Regions from separate parts of the Zea mays genome. Here region 1 is linked to region 2. Evidence: chromatin contacts called from public Hi-C data. All regions are on one chromosome and are shown on one strand. Each heading gives the region's core, a stretch centred on a gene start, on an enhancer-like site or on the middle of the called end of the contact. The rest is flanking DNA. Distances are from core to core; before and after follow the strand shown. Region 1 holds the start of LOC103627863 (RING/U-box superfamily protein). Region 2 holds the start of LOC103627859.

Region 1 (3,353 bases), core at 778-3,277, 320 kb after region 2:
GTGAATAGTGACTATGAACGATCCGATGAACGGTGAATAGTGACCGTGAACGAATGATGAACGATGAATAGTGACTATGAACGAATGATGAACGATGAATATGGACTATGAACGAACGATGAATATGGATTATGAACGAACGGACGAACAATTGAATGATCGGACGAACGAACGATCGGAATTTCGACAGCATAACGGATGAACAAAGATTACTTGGACGAACGAACGGATGAATGATCGGACGAACGAACGAACGAACGAATCATGAACGATCGGACGAACGATCGAACAAACTAAGAACAGGTGGACAAATGATCGAATGAACGACCGAACGAACCTTGTGCTTGTGTGGAGTGGGAGTGGGGGGGAGAGAGTTGCCATGAAATGGTTTGGTGTGGCTTGAGGAGAGTTGTCTACATGTATCATGTGTTAAAGATCCATGTCATCGTAGTTCATAGTATAGGGACACATTTTTTGGCATAAATGGTGCCACTGTTGTAATATTGTTTGGCACGCGCCCTTTGAGCCATACACGGTTTGTGCTACAGATAGCTTGGTAGTTGCCCATCATGAAAGTTTTGTAGAGTAGTTAGGGGTGTTTGGTTTGAGGAATCACTCCATCCAAAATGTGGTGTTGCATCATGGGTTCATTCCTCAAATTTGGTGGGATGACCTCATTCCTCATATTAGTGTTAACTAGGAATGCCGTGATGATGGATCAACTTATTTCATTCACAAACCAAACAAAAAAAGTGAGGACTGAAAAGATGTTGGACTAGCTCATTCATCAAACCAAACAGCCTATTAGTGTTTTTAGTCGCATGCTTTCCATGCCCTGTTAGCACTTTCAGAATTCCACTGTTCTCCATGTGGTTTTATTTGGTCGCATGCTCCTTTTATGTGTTCTTTTGCTTCTTGCAGTTCGTGTGGTCCTCTGTTCTGGTCCCTTAATTTAATATAATAAACTTCTTACTATTGTCTTTGATACTTGAGCATTTTTTCAGCTAGCAAGTGTTGCGCAAAGGTACAAATACAATTTACCGGCCAACGAAATATGGAGGGATTTTTTTTAATCACTGTGTTGCAGTTTGCTGCACTTATCTAACAGTTTATTAATAAGGTGTTTGGTTTGATGAATCACTCTATCCAAAATGAAGTAGTGCATCATAGGTCCATTCCTCAAATTTAGTGGAATGGGGTGGTGATGGATTAACTCCATTCCACAAACCAAACAAAAAAGTGAGGAACGAGAAGATGATGGACTATATCATTCCTCAAACCAAACACTCTATAATTGTACTTAGCATATGTTTGTAGTGATCTTCTGCTGCCAAAAAATAATACTTATATCTGTTTCAAAGTTCAGTGATGTGATTACAAACTCAGATTTTCTAGAGATCTAGGCTAGCTTCCTTTGTCTAAAGTGATATTGTATTCGACTGGGTCAGGCCAGGCCACCCACTGTTTTCATCATGAATCGAAACTGCAGAAGGTTTTTGAAAATAAGATGGGCTTCAGTCATCTTGGGCTGCCTGGGCTCGGCACTTTGTTGGGTATAGTGTAGCTCTGAGTCCGAGCAGCCTGCTCGTGCTCATCTCTCGAAGTGACAACCTGACTACAACAACAAAAAAAACTATGACATGGCTGTTTGTTTGTGGCAGGCCCCAGCAGGCACAGAGGAATGCCAAAAGACATGGCAACATCTGGTCCACGTGAGAACGCTGCCGTCCACGCAGCTTCCAACACACACAGCGCGTTTTGCCTTTGGCAGTGGGATCCGCATCCTCCTCGACTCCAGGCAAGATTCAGCCACACGAACGGGAACGCGATGACCCGAAAAGGTCACCCCCTGTCCCATGCAGTTGTCGCTATGACGATGGCGGCTTTGTTGCCGTGCCGACCAGCATTGCCATCTCATCAGATTTATTTTCTTCTGCTCGAGCTTGAAATATGCGTATACTGTTAGCAGTTTAAGTAATTTCGTGTGTGTGTGCATACACACACTACTCGCGGTAGTAGCTGTTATATACATGTAAACCATACTGAATATAACCGAATTTATGCAAAATTTAATAGATTCAGGAAGTGAGATATATACCCTTCGGAGAAATCCATGCTAAAGATCACACTAGTGACTTTATTCATACGAGTATAAATACGTCCCGGCCGGTCACCGGCTGAGGCAGAGCCAGTTGGTTGGACATTGACATTTGGCACGCCATCAGCATGAGCCCTCCTCCTCCTCCTCCTCCCACCTCCTCCTCTAGATAGGACGAAGCTAGCTGCCGCCGCCGCTCCCCCGTCCGAAACGGGCCGGGACGATACATGGCGCTGATGACTGGTCGTCGTCGGGGGAGCTCGAGACGGCTGTGTTCTTCACCTTCTTCCTGTTCCCGACGAAAGAGGCCTTCCACGTACACCAATTATCGCTTGTACTAGCTACCACAGCAGAGAGGGGAGGGGCCCGGGCGCCCGGCCAACCGAGTTGCGCACGCAGGCTGTACGCAACCGCAGCAGCCAGGCTAAGGTGCTAGGTAGCTAGTTTGTAGAGTGCGCGCGCGCGGGGCAGGTGGCGTGTTGGCGCCGTCATCGTACTCGTACGTACGTCTGTTCTCTCTCTGCGGATGGTCATCATGGCCGGGATGCTCCCCGGCGTGGAGTTCGCGCGGCGCCGGCGGCGGGCGTCGTCCTTGTGCCTGTACGCACCTTCTTCCAAGGAGTGGAGCAGCGCGTGCATGGAGACGACGGCGACGGCGACTGCGCGCGCGTGGACGACGCTGGGGCTGGGCAGCGGCGCCCGGGAGGCGAAGGAGAGGCTGGATCAGAAGCTCCGTGCCCAGAGACAACCTGTGGTGCTCAAGAGGTGCGTTTGCTTTTGCTGCTTGTCTGTTCAGTATGGCAGATGCTACACATGCTACTTTCTGCAGCAAGATGTCAAGACAATATTGTACAAATCCTGTTGTTATATTCTGGTCTGAAATGAACATCGGTGCAGGCATGAGATGAGCACGAGCCCCACGATCACCAAAGCGCACGACGACGCAACGTGCAGGTGCAGCGGTGGCCTCCACCGCCACCACTCGTCAGCGTGCAGCAGCGACACGGGCGTGCTGCTGCGGCGGGAAGTGGTGTCGTCGCCGAAACCGAACAAGAAGGGAGGAGGAGGAGGAGGGGGCCGGTTCGGCTGGTGCCGGCTACTGGCAGGCGGGCGGCGCGGGCCGCCGGCGGCAGCGGAGGCGGGGTGCGCGGTGTGCCTGGAGGAGCTCCGCGCGGGGGACGTGGTGGCGCGCCTGCCCTGCGCGCACCGCTTCCACTGGTCCTGCGCCGTGCCCTGGGTCCAGGCCGCGTCGCGG
Region 2 (3,765 bases), core at 966-3,465:
TGCCCATACATCTATTGAAAACATGGGATTGATACGCTAAAAGGATAGGGAACAATCCAATCTAACAGTTGCTAGTAGTAATCATCCCTAACAATGTGGCACAATCATATACAAGGAGACATCATGATCTCAAGACAAGAAGAATTGGTGATTGTTCAAGAAAACCAATTGGTGAAGATACGACATGACAATTTAATCCAGAAGGGCGACTCAATGTCAAATTCAAGAAACAAGAGGACCACAATTCTACCCTTGAAATCACTCAGGATTTCAGGGACTTACTTTTCCTGTAGAGGCACCATAGCCTGAATAATCATAGCTGAAAAGAAAACAGGGGAAACAACTTCAGTCAATGTAATAATTATTGAATGAAAATGTCGGCAAGTAATTCAACATAATAGCTTTTATATTGTCGTAAAGGAAAATCAGCATCCCATCAAATCCAGATAGCAACTTTTCTGGTGTGGAAAAACTTCTGTTCCTAAAGTCAACAGTAGGTATCGATTAGATCACTAGAAAGTTATAATCGAACTGCCTGTGAAAAATTAACATATATATCCTGGTGGTTTTCTTTAGCTGGGCAGAAACAATGGGCTAGAGAGCGAGAACAAAGGACATGGTGGTGTTCTTTTGCTATACTCTGCAACTCTGAACTTTTACAGAGTCGCAACGATAAGAAGCACGAAATTGACCCTGATTCCCAGTTTCGCATATATACAGCCTAATTGAGGCACATCTGGTGCATGACATTCTTATCTTGCGCCAGAGTAGTGGCAGGTAACTAACTGACTGAATTTCTGCAGGGGGTACACCAGGACCCGGTGCAGCATTTATCAGCAACATAACAAAGACTTGTGAAAAGATGTACTAGTACAATAATTGGAACTGTTCATATGACATGGGGTTCCACATGCCTTCTCCAAGTATAGATGGTAAGGAAAAAAAAAAGAACTAAGAAATGACACAGTTGTTTTCTAGCCTCGGATTCGTGGTTAAAGGAGATGACGACAGCTTATAGAGTACATGCCATGCAGAAAACAACGGAGACACTAAAAAGCTGTACTTTTGCAGGCTTGCAGCTCTGACCGAACTATTCAGGAAAAGGAAAATTAAACAAGAGCACATGACTAGATGAGTTCGCAGATTACAGAGAGAATTTTTTATGACTCATTCAATTGAACCGATTGTTCAATAACACGAACAAAATCAGATATCGTCACAGTCAGTTAGCAACTGGCTAACTCATTGCAAACAAAGAAGATAATCCAATTGAACTCCGCTTCGGAATAAAAGCAACATGCCCTATATCGATCAAAATAAATGTACTTATGTTCGTAACTGGATGGCGTGTAAACAAGGAACAGGCAACTAAATCCACTCGCACGGGAATCTATATGATACTAGTGGGGGGGAAAGCTTAGAGGAACCGATCGAGCAGCAGAAGCAATGGAGGGTAGGGTACAGTGGCGTATGTTGGTGAGCTCACCGACCTCATGATGTTGACGCGGAGGTGCGTGCGGAGCTCGAGGAGGAGGCCGAGCATCTGGCCGAGGTCGGCGGCGTTGCCGTGGGAGTAGAGCAGCGTGAGCCGCGCCGCGGGGTGGCGCCAGAAGGCGGAGACGACGCGCGTGCCGGCCCTGGTGGGCAGCGCGCGCACCTCGACGCCCGCGTCCGGCGACACCCCCGTCATCCGCAGCAGAGAGCCGGCGCCAGCACCGTCCTGGTCCGCGGGCTCGACGCCGTACGTCGCCGGCTCCGGCGGGAAGAAGGCCAACCGCGCCGCCACCGACGACGTGACGTTGCCCATTCTACCCTGCCCCCTGCTGCCCCCGCGGCATGGGCCTCCTCCTACGATGGCGGGGCGGGTCTGGCTGGCTGCTGCTGCAACTGCAACTGCCTATTCCGGGCGTTGGTGGTGTGGGCGGGCGGGCGGAGGCCGGAGGTGGAGCTCGCAGGTCGCGACGTGAGGTGGGTGGTTGGCTGTTGTTCGCGCGGAGCTGCGGGCCTGCGGCCTTGTTTTTCCCTCCGTCCTTAGACTAGCTCCAACAAGGAGCTCTAAATGCTCCTGTACCCTAAATTTAGAGGATGAGGACGTCCTCTACCCCTCCAACAACGTCCTCTAAACGGTCCTCTAAATTTAGAGGACGCTGCTGGATCCTCTATGTATAGAGTTCCTCTAAATGGTTCTCTATCTATTTGAATACTTTAAACAACCGTTTTAGTAAAACTAAAATATGTACAATACATTTGAGAGTATGACAAACACGTATGTATAAAAATTTAAAAATAAAAATGTCTTTAATATAGGTATTTACATATAGGGGACGTGATTTAGAGGACGTTGTTGGAGAGGAAATAGATATAGGGGTAGAATCTTTTAGAGAAGACTGTAAAGGACGGATATAGAGGATGTATATAGAGGACGTTGCTGGAGACAGTCTTATGAGGAACAGAGGAAGCGGGTGGACAGGTGGAGTCTCTCGTTTTCTTTTTTTTTTTCCTTTCCTTTTCTCGTTTTCCTTTTTGTCCTTTTCCCTTATACTCTACTTATTTTTATTTTTGTATAAAACCAAACGTGTCAATTCTCTCTTTTGTGTTTACTCCCTACGCGCTAAATTAAATACATTTCTACCATTTCTAATTCTCCCACTTCTAAGTACTAGTTCTAGTAGTTTTTATTTACTTTTTTTAAAAAAAAACTACAGCTATTACATACTGAAATAACTTTTAATAAGGCCAATATTAAATTCTAAATGATATTGATCTTTTTCCAGAATTCTAAAAGCATATTTATATTGGCATGGAGGGATTATTTGGGTTGTGCCTTTTTTCCTTTGATTGCTCATATTCAAAAGACACATGAAAGTGGTTTGACATCACTTCTTCATCCCCGCCAGGCCGCCAGTAGCGAGAATGACAGTGGCATAGATTTAGAAGAACTCGACACGATTGGCAGTGTATAGCTTTGGAGGAACTCGGTGTAATTGATGGTCCCCTCATACTTCTTCAAAAGGTGAGTGCTAAAACATTATATCCATGCTACCTGCCAAATCGATTGAGTGCTAGCTAGGTGTTGAAGGAATGGACCACCTATGCAACGTGGTCAGTGGATGGCGCTCACTCGATAGGGCATGGATGATCGCTATCTCCCACATTGTGATAGCGACCGCACACATCTTGGACGTCGTGCAACTAGCGAGGTAGATGGTGCAGTGCACAAGGGTGAGGAGGTGAAACCTTCTCCATGGATTTGGAACCTAAGGTATGGTCCTATCGCCTTAACCTAGATAGGCCACTATCGAGGCATGGGAGCACGCAGTTGGCACGTCGTGGCTGGATTCAGTTTTCTTAGGACGAAGTTGTACTAGCTGAGAGGATCTAGGGTTAACCCTCACAAAGGCTATGAATCATCGTAGAGTTGCGGAGAAGGGCTTACATGGCATCGATAGGCCTCACGATGTCGTCAATGCTGAAGTTGAGACATCAGCGAGCCTGCTAGGATGACCGCCACTTGGAGAAACCTTCATGTCTGGAGCTCACATCATAATGATCCTCACGCAAGGCTGGTTGAGTGGGTGCGTTGAAGGATTGTGCCCCTAAGGACCAAGAAGGCATGGATTATGACGCCTCTAAGGCGTGGCATACTCCAGAAGGATCATGGACTAAAGTGTGACCCACATGAGCATCATCATGTGACCCCACCAGAGTACCAGGCCATGTCCTCTTGTTGGAAGCAGTAGAGGATAAGACTAAGCAGGACTACAC

Evidence for each region. Hi-C and Micro-C count contacts between places; a contact is called where the count stands out from the background.
Region 1: a contact with region 2 is called in a Hi-C map of ear, with 2.1 times the contacts expected there. The contact joins the promoter of LOC103627863 here to the promoter of LOC103627859 in region 2. A contact is called at or near these places in 3 of 25 Hi-C or Micro-C datasets (ear, leaf mesophyll and tassel).

What each region holds. Positions count from the first base shown.
Region 1 is chr5:222,457,887-222,461,239 of Zm-B73-REFERENCE-NAM-5.0, forward strand. It overlaps LOC103627863 (RING/U-box superfamily protein), which reads left to right and starts at 2,028. Exons shown (of 2, transcript XM_008648176.4): 1 at 2,028-2,863; 2 at 2,996-3,353. The coding sequence starts at 2,625.
Region 2 is chr5:222,137,381-222,141,145 of Zm-B73-REFERENCE-NAM-5.0, forward strand. LOC103627859 reads right to left here and starts at 2,216. Exons shown (of 5, transcript XM_008648171.4): 1 at 1,491-2,216; 2 at 283-319. The coding sequence starts at 1,807.